Linked DNA regions of Nomascus leucogenys: region 1 is linked to region 2. The links are chromatin contacts, called in public Hi-C maps. All regions are on one chromosome and are shown on one strand. Each heading gives the region's core, a stretch centred on a gene start, on an enhancer-like site or on the middle of the called end of the contact. The rest is flanking DNA. Distances are from core to core; before and after follow the strand shown. Region 1 holds the start of ANAPC1 (anaphase-promoting complex subunit 1). Region 2 holds the start of TMEM87B (transmembrane protein 87B).

What was found. A called contact is a pair of places that touch in the nucleus more often than the background predicts.
Region 1: a Hi-C map of a lymphoblastoid cell line shows a contact between it and region 2, with 6 times the contacts expected there. The contact joins the promoter of ANAPC1 here to the promoter of TMEM87B in region 2. A contact is called at or near these places in 2 of 4 Hi-C or Micro-C datasets (a lymphoblastoid cell line and an unstated tissue).

Annotation. Positions count from the first base shown.
Region 1 is chr14:74,334,041-74,340,659 of Asia_NLE_v1, forward strand. It overlaps ANAPC1 (anaphase-promoting complex subunit 1), which reads left to right and starts at 3,172. Exons shown (of 48, transcript XM_030827303.1): 1 at 3,172-3,415; 2 at 6,541-6,619. The coding sequence starts at 6,565.
Region 2 is chr14:74,165,629-74,172,157 of Asia_NLE_v1, forward strand. It overlaps TMEM87B (transmembrane protein 87B), which reads right to left and starts at 1,698. Exons shown (of 19, transcript XM_030827677.1): 1 at 1,155-1,698. The coding sequence starts at 1,319.

The DNA of each region.
Region 1 (6,619 bases), core at 1,922-4,421, 170 kb after region 2:
TAAAAAAAAAAAAAAACCGTGTGTGGATATCATTTTTAATGGAATGACTCTGTATTGTAACCATTGCTGAACTATTGCTTTTTCTTCTGCAGTACTCCCCAGCAAATATTCTTTGTTAGCTTGCTTGACTAGATGAGCTGCTATAGTGGTCAATCCTGTTAGACTTGGACCACTGTTTGTTTGAAGAACCGGAATCTGTCACTCGCCCTGAGCACTTTATTTATTATTGCCCTTACTCAGTCCCAGGGACTTCTCCAGTAGTGACAACTTGGCAGCTGCCGCCATCTTCTGGCGGTAGCTCCTGGAAGAGACCAACGTTTAACTTTTTGAGAACCTGTCAAACTGTTTTACCAAGCAGCTGCACCATTTTACATTCCCATCAATTATGTACAAGGGGCCAAATAACTCCAAATCTTCATAAACACTTGTTATTGTCTGTCTTTTTGATTATAGCTATCCTACTGGGTGTGAAGTGGTTTTGGCTTATATTTCCCTAATGACTAATGATGTTGGTCATCTTTTATCGTCCTTTTTGGCCACTTGTATATTTTTGGGAAAATGTCTGTTCAAATCCTCTGCCCATTTTTAGATTGGGTTGTCTTTTTATGTCGAGTCGTAAGACTTCTTCACTATTCTGGATAACAGACTCTTATCAGATTATTTGCAAATCTTTTCTCCCATTCTGTGAGTTGTCTTTTCACTTTCTTGACAATACCTTTGAAGCACAAAATTTAAAACTTTTCTCCAACTTATCAATTTTTTTCCTAGGTTCCTTGTGCTTTAGGTACCATATTTAAGACATCATTGCCTAATCCAAGGTTATGAAGATTTATAGCTATGTTTTCTTCTAAGTGTATAGCTTTACTCTTATTTTTATTTTTATTTTTTTGAGACGAAGTCTTGCTCTTGTACCCCAGGCTGGAGTGCAATGGCGTGATCTCGACTCACTGCAACTGCCGCCTCCCAGGTTCAAGTGATTCTCCTGTCTCAGCCTCCTGAGTAGCTGGGATTACAGGCGCCTGCCACCACGCCTGGCTATTTTATTTATTTATTTTTTTGTATTTTTAGTAGAGACGGGGTTTCACCATGTTGGCCAGGTTGGTCTTGAACTCCTGACCTCAGGTGATCCGCCCGCCTTGGTCTCCCAAAGTGCTGGGATTACAGGCGTGAGCCACCGCGCCCGGCAGCTTTACTCTCATATCTGGGTCTTTGATGCACTTTAATTTTTGTATATGGTGTGTAGTATGAATCAAGATTCATTTTTTTCCATATGAATATACAAATATTGCAACACTAACTGTTGAAAAGGTGCTTCCCTCCTTCATTTGCTTTTGCAAGTTTGTAAAACAACAACAAAATCAGTTGGCCTCACTCTGTAACTGAGGGCTGCACATATTGTCTTCCTTCCAAAGAGTACAATATGGAAAGTGGGGAAATGTAACATCATAGTAGAGAAATCTGACAAACACTATTTCAGGTGATCAAGGTTGACATCAGCAGTGATAAGTGATGCTGTTGATAAGTACCTTTGATATGATGTGATGAAAATGACACTTTATGATCTTCCTTCCCAAAATCCATATCCCCAGGCTAATCATGAAGAAACATCAGACAAATTTCAGTTAAGGGATATCCTACAAACTAATGCAGTGGCTTACTCCTGGAGTCCCATCTGCTTGGGGGGGTTGAAGCAGGAGGACTGCTTGAGCACAGGAGTTCAAGGTCGCAGTGAGCTGTGTTTGTGCCCATGCACTCTAGCCTAGGCAACACAGCAAGACTCTCTTAAAAAAAACTGAATAAAGTATGAATTTTAATTACTAATAATGTGTTGATATTTCATTAATTTTAACAAATATACTATACTAATGTAAAATACTAATAACAGGGAAACTGGATGTAGAAACTGGGTATAGGGTATGTGGGAAATTTTTGGACTATCTGCAGTTTTTCTGTAAATCTAAACTTAAAAAAAAAAAAAGTCTAAAATATTGGCCGGGCGCAGTGGCTCACGCCTGTAATCCCAGCACTTTGGGAGGCCGAGGCGGGAAGATCACGAGGTCAGGATTTCGAGACCAGCCTGGCCATCGTGGTGAAACCCTGTCTCTACTGAAAATACAAAAATTAGCTGGACGTGGTGGCGGGCGCCTGTAATCCCAGCTTCTCAGAAGGCTGACGCAGGAGAATCGCTTGAATCCGGCCGGCAGAGGTTGCAGTGAGCCGAGATCACGCCACGGCACTCCAGCCTGGGCGACAGAGCGAGACTCTGTCTCAAGAAAAACACACACACACACACACACACGCAAACAAAAGTTTAAAATATCAATTAGGTATATTTGTATTTATTTAACTTTGTTTCATGAATCTTTGTTTCTAACCTTTCTCCTATAACCCATTCTTTTTTTTTTTTTTTTTTGAGACAAGGTCTTGCTCTGTTGCCCAGGCTGGAGTGCAGTGGCGCGATCATAGCTCACTGTGGCCTCAAACTCCCGACTCAAGTGATCCTCCAGACTCCCAAGCAGCTGGGACTACAGGTGCGCACCACGCCGCCAAGCTAATTTTTAAAATTTTTCTTTTGTGGAGACAGGGTCTCGCTATATTGCCCAGGCTGGTTTCAAACTCTTGGGCTCCAGCTATCCTCTCACCTCGCCTCCCAAAGTGCTGGGATTACAGGCGCGAGTGGCCGCTGGGGTTCTTAATTTGGGTCTTTGAATCGCCTCAAAGTGTCTCTGAATCTGGGAATTGCAAGCAATGTTTCTGTGAGGACCTTCACACAGTTCATCGACTCTTCGAAGAGTATGGACCGAAAAAGGAATAGGGCACTCACTGCACGTAGAGAAAATCAGCAACCCCTGTTCCCCACCCTCAGCCTGAGGTGCCTACTTCCACGTGGGGTCAGGAGGCGGAAGCGAAACCAGAAGAAAAAACCCTGAGATCTATAAGGCAGTTCAGGTCCCTAGTGACATGAGCTAAAGAGAACTTGGACGCCAGGAGGATCCCATCACTGTACGGACTGTAGCAGACAGAATCCGGCTTCGGGGTTCGGATCAGTCGCACGGAAGGTGGAAATAGCCCACAAGTTCTACCCTGCCTCGGTCTTCCCGCAACAGCGCAGGCGCCAGGACTGCTAGGACGCCGCGCGCCTCTCGCGATGCCCCGCCCCGGCGCGAGGCAAGACGGGAAAGTCAAGATGGACGCGTCCATTTGAACGTCTCGCACGCCTTCCTGCCATTAGCATTCGAGCCCGCTGCTGTTTCCCGTTCTTCCTCCAGAATAGGGGAGGGAGAGGGAATGAGAAGCTGCCGCGGCCGAAGAGTCACTGTGACGGACCCCGCCGCTGTCCTCGGGCCTCCTCGGCCCCTGCGCCTCCGGGGAGCAGCCGGGGCTCGCCGCGCCTGACGCGTCCGGAGTTACACAGGTGCGGGCGCCGGACCGCAGCACTTGGTGGTCTGTCGCGCGCCGCGTGACTCTCGCACCCGTCCCGAGGCCGATCCAACCCCTGATGGCCGTAGGTCTGGAAACCCGGGGGACTGGGAACCCGAGGGAGGGCCTTGAGCGTGCCCCGGGGCTGAGGGGGTTCCTGGCCTGCGGGCTGGGGTGCTCCTTCCGGCTCACTGGTCGCCAACCTCTTTCCTGAGCTGTGCGCAGCATCCCATGTGCAGCCTCAGCTTCTAGACTGGCCTCCAGCCCCTCTGAGCTGATTTTCTGAGCCTCGGGCTCTCAGCCTGTTTTCACCGTCCTCTAGAACGGCTGGGGAAGGTCTTGTGGAGACTGAAGCTCCCGTTAGTGTGAATTGGGTCTCTTTTTTTTTTGGCAGGGTAGTGTTTGTCTGTAGGAATCATTGCTGATACTGTTATTTATAAAATGTGAATTTAATAGTATTTTTATGTGTAGCTGTTTATGTTGCACCTAACAAGTAAAAACATTTCTAAAAGTTTGGGGTACTGAAAAAGTATTAAATATGTGGCATTAATCGGTACAAAATGATAAATAATTCTTTAACAATTCTGTAGTTTTCTCTCAAAGTTATAAGAAAATAACATAAAATTGCAGAACTAAAGTTTCATAAAGTCAAAAGTTCGTTGATGTTGGTTATTCTGTTGAATAAAATATAGGAAGACCAGCTGAATTTTGAATTTTGTTTTCTTTTAAGGTTTTTTTGTTGTTGTTGTTGTTGGGTTCTTTTTTTTTTTTTTGAGGAGGAGTCTTGTTCTGTCTCCTAGGCTGGAGTGCAGTGGCGCCATTGCGGCTCACTGTAACCTCCGGCTCCCGTGTTCAAGCAATTCTCTGCTTCAACCTCCCAAGTAGCTGGGATTACAGGCGCCTGCCACCACGTCTGGCTAATTTTTGTATTTTTAGTAGAGATGGGGTTTCACCATCTTGGTCAGGCTGGTCTTGAACTCCTGACCTAGTGATCCGCCCGTCTCGGCCACCCAAAGTGCTGGGATTACGGGCGTGAGCCACCAAGCCCTGCCCCTTGTAAGTTTTATAAGGCACTTTTTACTTGTGTTCCAAGTTCAAGTGTCCCTGTACTCATTTATTTCTAGCAGGAGGAAAAACAAAACTTGTGTCATGTTTTGTGACATAATTGTATCCAGAATAACTGTTTTTTTTTTTTTTTTGAGATGGAGTTTCGCTCTTGTCCCCCAGGCTGGAGTACAATGGCGCAATCTCGGCTCACTGCAACCTCTGCCTCCCAGGTTCAAGCGATTCTCTTGCCTTAGCCTCCCAAGTAGCTGGGATTACAAGCGCCCACACCATGCCCGAGTAATTTTGTGTGTGTGTGTGTGTGTGTGTGTGTGTGTGTGTGTGTGTGTGTGTTTAGTAGAGACAGGGTTTGACCATGTTGGCCAGGCTTGTGTCAAACTCCTGAGCTCAGGTGATCCTCCCACCTCAGCCTCCCAAAGTGCTGGGATTACAGGCGTGAGCTATCGCGCCCGGCCAAGAATAACATTTAATTCACAGCAAAATAACTTTGTGGCTTTGGAGGAGCTGCAAAGGAACTACATAGGCTTTGGGTGTTTGTGTAACCATATAGGTCTCTTGCTCTATGAGCAGCAAGTCAATACACGGAAACAACGGGGATTGCAGCAGATAAAGTATTTTACTTGCAGGGCCACCGTACTAGGAGACTGAGGAAACTTCAAGTCAGCCTCCCCAAAGAGTTATGGTCTAGAGGTTTTTTGGTTTTTTTGGTTTTTTTTTGAGACAGAGTCTTGCTCTGTTGTCCAGGCTGGAGTACAATGGCATGATCTCGGCTCACTGCAACCTCCGCCTCCTGGGTTCACGCCATTCTCCTGCCTCAGCCTCCCGAGTAGCTGGGACTACAGGTGCCCGCCACCAAGTCCAGCTAATTTTTTGTATTTTTAGTAGAGCTGGGGTTTCACCATGTTAGCCCGGATGGTCTCGATCTCCTGACCTGGTGATCCGCCTGCTTCGGCCTCCCACAGTGCTGGGATTACAGGCATGAGCCACCGCGCCCGGCCCAGAGGTTTTAAAGAGAGGGTAGTGGGCTAAGGTATTGATTGGTCAGAGAATGAAGGATGAAGTCACAGGACAGAGAGATAAACCACATTCTCATGCTAATGTGGTTCCTTGATGGGGTCTTAAGACTAGCTTGCATCATCTCAAAAGTCTTAGGCTCCTAACATGAAAAATGCTATGTATAGGAACATGGTATGTATAAGCAGGTACAGGAAAGTGGATCAAAGGGCAATCTAATTATGCTTATCTGTACTTTTGTCTAAAGCCTGGCTGCTTCCTAACCTTGTGATGAAGGCTTTAACAGTTCATCCACATTTTTTTAGTAATAAACTGTACTATAATAGATTAATAATTAGATTAATTAGATGTAATAATTAATTAAAATCTAGTACCCTTAAATCTACAAGCATAACTGTTCCATGGCTAGAGTTATTCATGCCTCAGTTCTTTGGGTTTCGACCAATAATTGAAATTGATCGTAGTTATATATTTAGGTGGGATTGGGGGTGTCATAGCTACTTATGACATTTGATAACTTATGTCTTTTGTAGATTGGTCAGCTGAAAGCAGTTCAACCTCTGATGAATTAGAGTAATATGTGGTTTTTTATAGTTTTATTCCAATATGACAATGATCCCTTAGATGTACTTTTCAAATGAGGTTCTGGCATCTAACCAGAAATGACTTCAAATGTTGAGAAGCCATGTAGTTATGGGACTATAGAATACAACTTGTCTAAATACTTCATATATAAAGTATGGAAAAATTAGCGTATAGTAGTAGGAAACACAGGATAGGTGGTGCGGGACATAAGTACTTGTTGCATCTCAGTGATTTCCTATAGTGGTAACTGTCACTCTGTGACTAAAATGTGATAATTGCAACTGTCTGAAAGAATCAGATCTAGAATGCCCTTTTATGTTATGACCAACTTATATACTTACCAATCTGATATAATTACTTAACACCTATGTAAGGATTAATGACTTGTGTGTTTATGGTATTTTTATTCTAGTTTTGAGTCTGGAAGCTGACCAGAATGTGTTTGAATTCATACAGAAATAATGTTGATATTTGGAACCCATGTCGAACTACTATGAAGAAAGGGCAACGATGATTGCAGCCAGGGATTTGCAGG
Region 2 (6,529 bases), core at 448-2,947:
CCCAGCACTTTGGGAGGCCGAGGAGGGCGGATCACGAGGTCAGGAGATCGAGACCACGGTGAAACCCCGTCTCTACTAAAAAGACAAAAAAAATTAGCCAGGCGTGGTGGCGGGCGCCTGTAGTCCCAGCTACTCGGAGAGGCTGAGGCAGGAGAATGGCGTGAACACGGGAGGCGGAGCTTGCAATGAGCCGAGATCGTGCCACTGCACTCCAGCCTGGGTGACAGAGCGAGACTCCGTCTCAAAAAAAAAAAAAAAAAAAAAAAGAACTTGGACATTATGCATGTGGAAAATACCCATCCCAAACAGTGCTGGATGAGTTATCTGACCCCAGAGAAGCCGGAGATAATGCCTCTTCCAGACTTCCTGTCTCTCTTTTGCAAGACTTTCCATAATTCTGCCCCTGCATCTCTCCCACATCATCTCCTCTAATTACTGGATGCCAAGTTTTCTAATAGCCTGCCTTGGAAAGAAGAGTTTCCACCCACTCATGCCTCCAGATTCGCCTTTCAAGCACTCCCTAATCACAAGTCCCGCCCCACCTACACACACACTCCCTCTCCCGGAACTGTGACAGGAACTGTAGAGAAATTCAGGAACTCAGGAAGAGAGAAATAGAGGTAGGGTGACTACTGCACGTTTCCCCCTCATTTAAATTTTTTCTTTTTTTTTTTTCTTTTTTTAAAGGAAGCGGCAGACGCGCTTTCTAAGTTTATGCAGAAACTGAAGCGCTGGCAAGTCCTCCCTGCGGCCTCAGGGGTGTGGCCCACTGTGGCTGCATCCGGACCGGAAGAGTCGAATCCCAAAGATACTGCTAGATGTGCCGAGAGATTCCTGATCCAGCCAAAACATGTCAGAGCAAAATGAGGGCCACGGCGTCGGGAATGGTGACCCTCAGTAATAGTCCGAGCGCTCGGACCGGAGGGCTGTCCCATACGCAATCCTGACGGCTCTTCCCTGCAGCCTAGGTCGGGCCGGAGGAGGGGCCGCTCCCCGCTCCCGGATTGTAACAGGCAAAAGGCTCGGGGAGGGTATCAGGAGACCCGGTGCTGACCCGGCAGAGGCCAGGTGAACAAGCCCGGGGTCAAGCGAAGCCCCGCGACGGCCCTAAGGGCCCGAGACGTGCCACGCCTCGGTCCCGACACTCCACTTACGTCGTTGACTGTCTCTAACCAGAGCCCAAGCTCAGGGACCGCGCGCACAGCCACCGGGGCCCAGCACAGGAGGCAGAGGGCGACGCGCAGCAGCGGGGCCCGGGCGGGAAAGCAGCACCGGCGGCATGGCAGGAGCCCGGCTACGGCGCGGCAGGCGGCGACCATCTTGACCCGGAAGCTGCACCTGGCGCTCCGAGACGCCTGCCACACCCGGACCTGATGCAGCACCGCCCCAGGCAGGCGGGTGCGAATCCGGGACGCGGGGCTCGGACTCGGGTGTGGAGGAGGGGCTCGGCCTTGGGCCTGGGCGGAGAGGCTCGGTGCAGTTCTCGGAAACGGGCCAGGACCGGGAGGCAGGGCTTAGGGCTCTGAGCCGGGCCCGAGCGTGCAGCTGGGAGATGCCTGGAAGGCAGAGATAGGAGCCAGGATGTGGAGTTGGCGCCGAGACGTGGAGGCGGGGCTCAGGGCCTGGCGTGGGCGTGAAGATAGAGGAGGAGCCGGAGCTTGGAAGGGAGGGCTGGCAGCCGGAGCGCAGAGGCGGGGCCGGGTAGGGAGGAGCTGCCGGAGTGTGGAGACAAGGCGGGGCTCGGGAGTGTGGGGGCGGGGCAGGGTGGAGGCAGGAGGCGAGGCTCGGGACCAGGCGGAGTGACGAGACAGGGCGGGGATGTAGGCGGGACTCGGGAGTGTGAAGGCGGGCTAGGAGGCGTGGCTCGGGGCCAGGCTGGGTGTGGGGGACAGGGCGGGGTTGGAGGCGGGCTCGGGACCAGAGCGGAGTGCGGAGACAGGGTGTAGCAGGAAGAGCTTGGTGCCAGGCCGAGCGTGGAGGCGGGGCCGTGTGGAGGCGTGGCGTGGGACAAGGCCGGGCTTTGGAGGCAAGACCCGGCGGGGGGGCGGAGCCTGAGGGTAAAGGCGGGGCTGGTCAGGGAGATTGGGTCGGAGTGGGGAGGCGGAGTTGAGGACCAGGCAGTAGTGTGGAGACGGGGCTGGACAAGGAGAAGGGCTTGGAGTTAGGCCGTAGTGGGGAGGCTAGGTTGGGCGAGGAAACAGGGCTTGGAACAAGCCCTAGTACGGAGACGGGACTGGGCGGGGAGGCGTGTCCTAAATGTGGAGGCGTGGCCTGAGTGAGGAGACAGGCCTGGGTGGGGAGGCGGGGCCTGTCTGGGAAATGAGGCTCGGTGGGGGGGTGGAGCCAGAATGGGGAGGCGGGGCTCGCCGCCAGCGAGCGCAAGTGTCAAGGTCCTGGAGTCCAACGCCTAGTAAGTGCTACGGTTGGAGTGCAGTCTAGAGTTCTTTTGCCCAGGGTGTCTCCATTTCTTGCATCCTCTACACTTACCCCTGCCTCGACGCTCTCAGCTGTATGGAAACCGTTCTTTAAATTCAGGGAATGTGCCAGGAAAGTGCTTTGAGGCCAAGGCCAGCTGAACACAAGGCATTGTGTTGTGAAGGTTAACGTTAATAGGACAGTTAATACTTTTCAGAACAAGTAGTTACCTGACTGCTTAAAGCTCAGAGGGGTCAGGGCTTGGATCCGTCTTATTGTGTACCTTGCCTTGCATTTTCGACTGTAAGCTGAATACATGTTTTGCTGTCAAAGAGAATTAGTTCATTCATTATCAAATGTAAATAATATCCAGCAGGGGAATAGAATCCTGTGCTAATATTGTTATTAACGTAGATCGATTTATAGTCAAAAGGCCTTGGCTGCTTTACCAGTCACCAGTAATTATTGAGGACCTACTATACACTAGAGATCGCATGTGCATCTTCCCAGCAAGCAATGTGATCAGTTCTGTTTAGGTCAGAATAACTGTAACAGGACCACAGGGGAACATCTACCAGAGATTTAGGAAGTAAGTGAGGGACATAAGGAGAGAACAGTGCATGAAATTTAAGTTCTACAAGAAGAGTTAAGGGCGAGTTACCTGTGGGAATGAGGGTTAAGTCTGAAGTTGTTTTAGTTACGAGAGAACTGGAGGAATGGAAAGATCTTCCAGATGACTGGATGTTGGTGTGAGAAGGGGAGTGGCAAAGCTGGGAATATTTAAACAGTACCAAAACATACAGGCATTCCTAAATTACGTTAGGCAGATGGCACCTTTAGTGTAAGAACACTGGAGAGGCAATGATTTTTTTTTGTTTTTTTGTTTTGTTTTGTTTTTGAGATGGAGTCTTGCTCTGTCGCCCAGGCTGGAGTGTGGTGGCGAGAACTCTGCTCACTGCAAGCTCCGCCTCCCAGGTTCACGCCATTCTCCTGCCTTCTCCTCCCGAGTAGCTGGGACTACAGGCGCCCGCCATCACGCCCGGCTAATTTTTTAATATTTTTTAGTAGAGACGGGGTTTCACCGTGTTAGCCAGGATGGTCTCGATCTCGTGAACTCATGATCCACCTGCCTTGGCCTCCCAAAGTGCTGGGATTACAGGCGTGAGCCACCGCGCCTGGCCGCAATGATGGTTTTTAAGTAAAGATGAGCTGATCAGAAAGATCGTGTTGGTTGTCAAACTGGGAAACGGGAGCATAGGAGAGCCAGGATGACACCATTTTAAAAATAACTCCATCTTAAAACTAGCAAGGCACATTTCTTGCCAGTCACCACCCATGGTCGTAAGATGTTTACGGTGGCCAGGCACGCCTGTAATCCCAGCACTTTGGGAGGTCAAGGCGGGTGGATAGTTTGAGCTCAGGAGTTCGAGACCAGACTGGGCAACATGGCGAAATCCTGTCTCTACACAAAATACAAAAATTAGCCAGGTGTGGTGGCGTGCCTATGGTCCTGGCAACTCAAAGAAACTGAGGGGGAGGATCACTTGGGCCTGGGAGGCGGAAGTTGCAGTGAGCCCTGCACTCCAGTCTGTGTGACAGAGCCAGACCCTGTTACAAACAAAAAAAAAAAAAAAAAAAAAAGAAAGAGAAAGAAAGCAAGAAAAGGAAAAGAAAAAAAAAAGGAAAATGAGGAAGGTTAGAATAAACTCTATAATGCTGGCTTGCAACTGAAGATATCAGTGTGAACTCATTTTTAAAATTTAGATTTATAAATAGATGTAGATATGTGTGTGGTGTGTGTGTGTGTGTGTGTGTGTATTTATATTTTCTTGCACTGATTCCCAGGAGGACCTAGAAGCAGCGACACCCCAGTAGCAATAGGTACATCTAGCACCAGATCTTGCTTTATAAATATCATTCTCCACTAAAATAAACCAGGGATCCTTGGAGAAGTGGCTGAGCCCAGGAATGGAATAGAGAAATTCATGATGAACTTGAGAATCTTGTTTTGCCAGAAAGTAAGGAAGTGGGTAAAAAATTATGAGGACACGTCAAAAAGGCATAGGAGCCAGTTTGAAGGAGCTCCCTCCCACTGACCAGATCTGGGACAATTTGGTCACCAAAATGACAGTAGTGGATTGTAACTCATTGACTCAAATAAGAATCCATGAGTCTACACTAACATAAATAAATAAATGATTACATAAATAGGAAAGAAAATCACTTTCTTACAGTTAGAAAACTAATAAATGCAGAAGGAATAACAAATTTAAAATATCACCATTTGGCAACTATCACAATTAAAATTGATTCGGAAAGAATCATCAATTCTATTCTAAAGTTAGTTGGCAAAAGCTTCATGAGGAAATATCTTCCAAAAATTACTTATTAATTACAAAGAGAAAAACAGTAATTGTACAGTGGAGATACCTGGCAGATACCAACTTAATGATCAAGGTTAATCCCACAAGGATTGGGACAAACAGACATGATGTGTATCATGATTTGATTAACTGAAAAGAAACAGCATGACTTCTGTGATATTCCTGCCAAAAATGCATGCCCAAAATGCAAAAACGCATCTAATCAAGATATTCAAGGAAATGAGGAAAAGATTCACATACTTAAATCCAATCACAAGGAAACATTAGACAAACCCAAATTGAGAGACATTCTACAAAGTAACTAGCTGGTATAATTTGCCAAAAACAAAAAAAGTATATATATATATATATGTGTATATATATATGTGTGTGTTTTTTTTTTTTTTTTTTTTTTTTTTTTTTTTTTTTTTTTTTTTTTTTTTTTTTTTTTTTTTTTTTTTTTTTTTTTTTTTGTGTATATATATATGTGTGTGTGTGTGTGTGTGTATATATATATATAATGCCAGGGTCTTGAAACAGCTGAGGAAGTTAGAGGTTAAAGGAGACCCTAGAGACATGATAACTAAATGTGACATATAGGCCTAGCAATCTGGAGCCTACACCAGAAAAATTGTTTTTGCTATTAAAATTCTTTAGACAATTGGTGAGATTTGAACAAGGACTTTAAGAAAATGGTATTGTCAATGTGAATTTCCTGAATGTGAAAACGGCACCATTATCACACTAAGAGGTCCTTTTTCTAGAGAAAAGCACACTGAAGTATTTAAAGGTAAGCGGGCACCACATCTGAACTTATTCTTTGGTGGTTACAAAAAACTTTTTATATATTATATATATAAGCTTTATATATGTATAACATGTATACCGTCTCTATCTATCTATCAAGATAATCTAATAAAACCAATTTGAATGAAGAGTATGCAGGAGTTCTTTGTATTCTTCTTGCAACTTTTCTTTGAGTCTGAAATCATTTCAAAAGAAAAATTTCCAAAACTAAGAAAGAAGGGGGTAATCACTCTGTGGTTCTCCCTGTGTATATGTTAATAAAATGTGTATACCTTTCTAAGAAGAAGGTGGAGGAAGGAAGAAGGAAGGGAGTATCTCACACCTCTCACATCCCATACAGGGGTCCAACTTGGTGTCTTCCACAGCAGATGGAAAATTTATGATTACTTGGTAAAAATAGATTGATAGTCGACTGATTGCCAGAGTGCTTCACTCATTCTCTTTTGAGTCTTACGGGATTTAGAAAAACAAACAAACAAACAATACAGCTGCCATATAATTTTTAATTTAAAAAATTAAATCCTGGAGCAAACAAAAATTGTCCAAAGAACAAATAAGGAAAAATTTGTCAATAGTTGACTGTAAGCTAGAACTGAAAGGCCCTTGTCAATAGACCAGTCCTCCTTCTAGTGGAGTTTATTGCAGCTGTTATAAAACTGAATCACAGTTCAGAGGTTGCTGTGCGGGGAAATGAAAAGGCATTTGAGAACATGAAGCATCATGAGATCCTGAATTCAGTGCTATTAATGAGAGACTTTGGGGTATGGCTAACCCCAAAAATGAATAGATGCTATTTTTGCATAAAAAGCTGTACATTTGATTTATTGCTTTTACTTAAACTATTGGATTGTATGAAAAATTTTGAGAGAGTATCATATAAAGCACCTTTTCCACATACTTCCATTTGCCTTCATTTAACTTTTTCTTCCCTAAATCAAAACTGA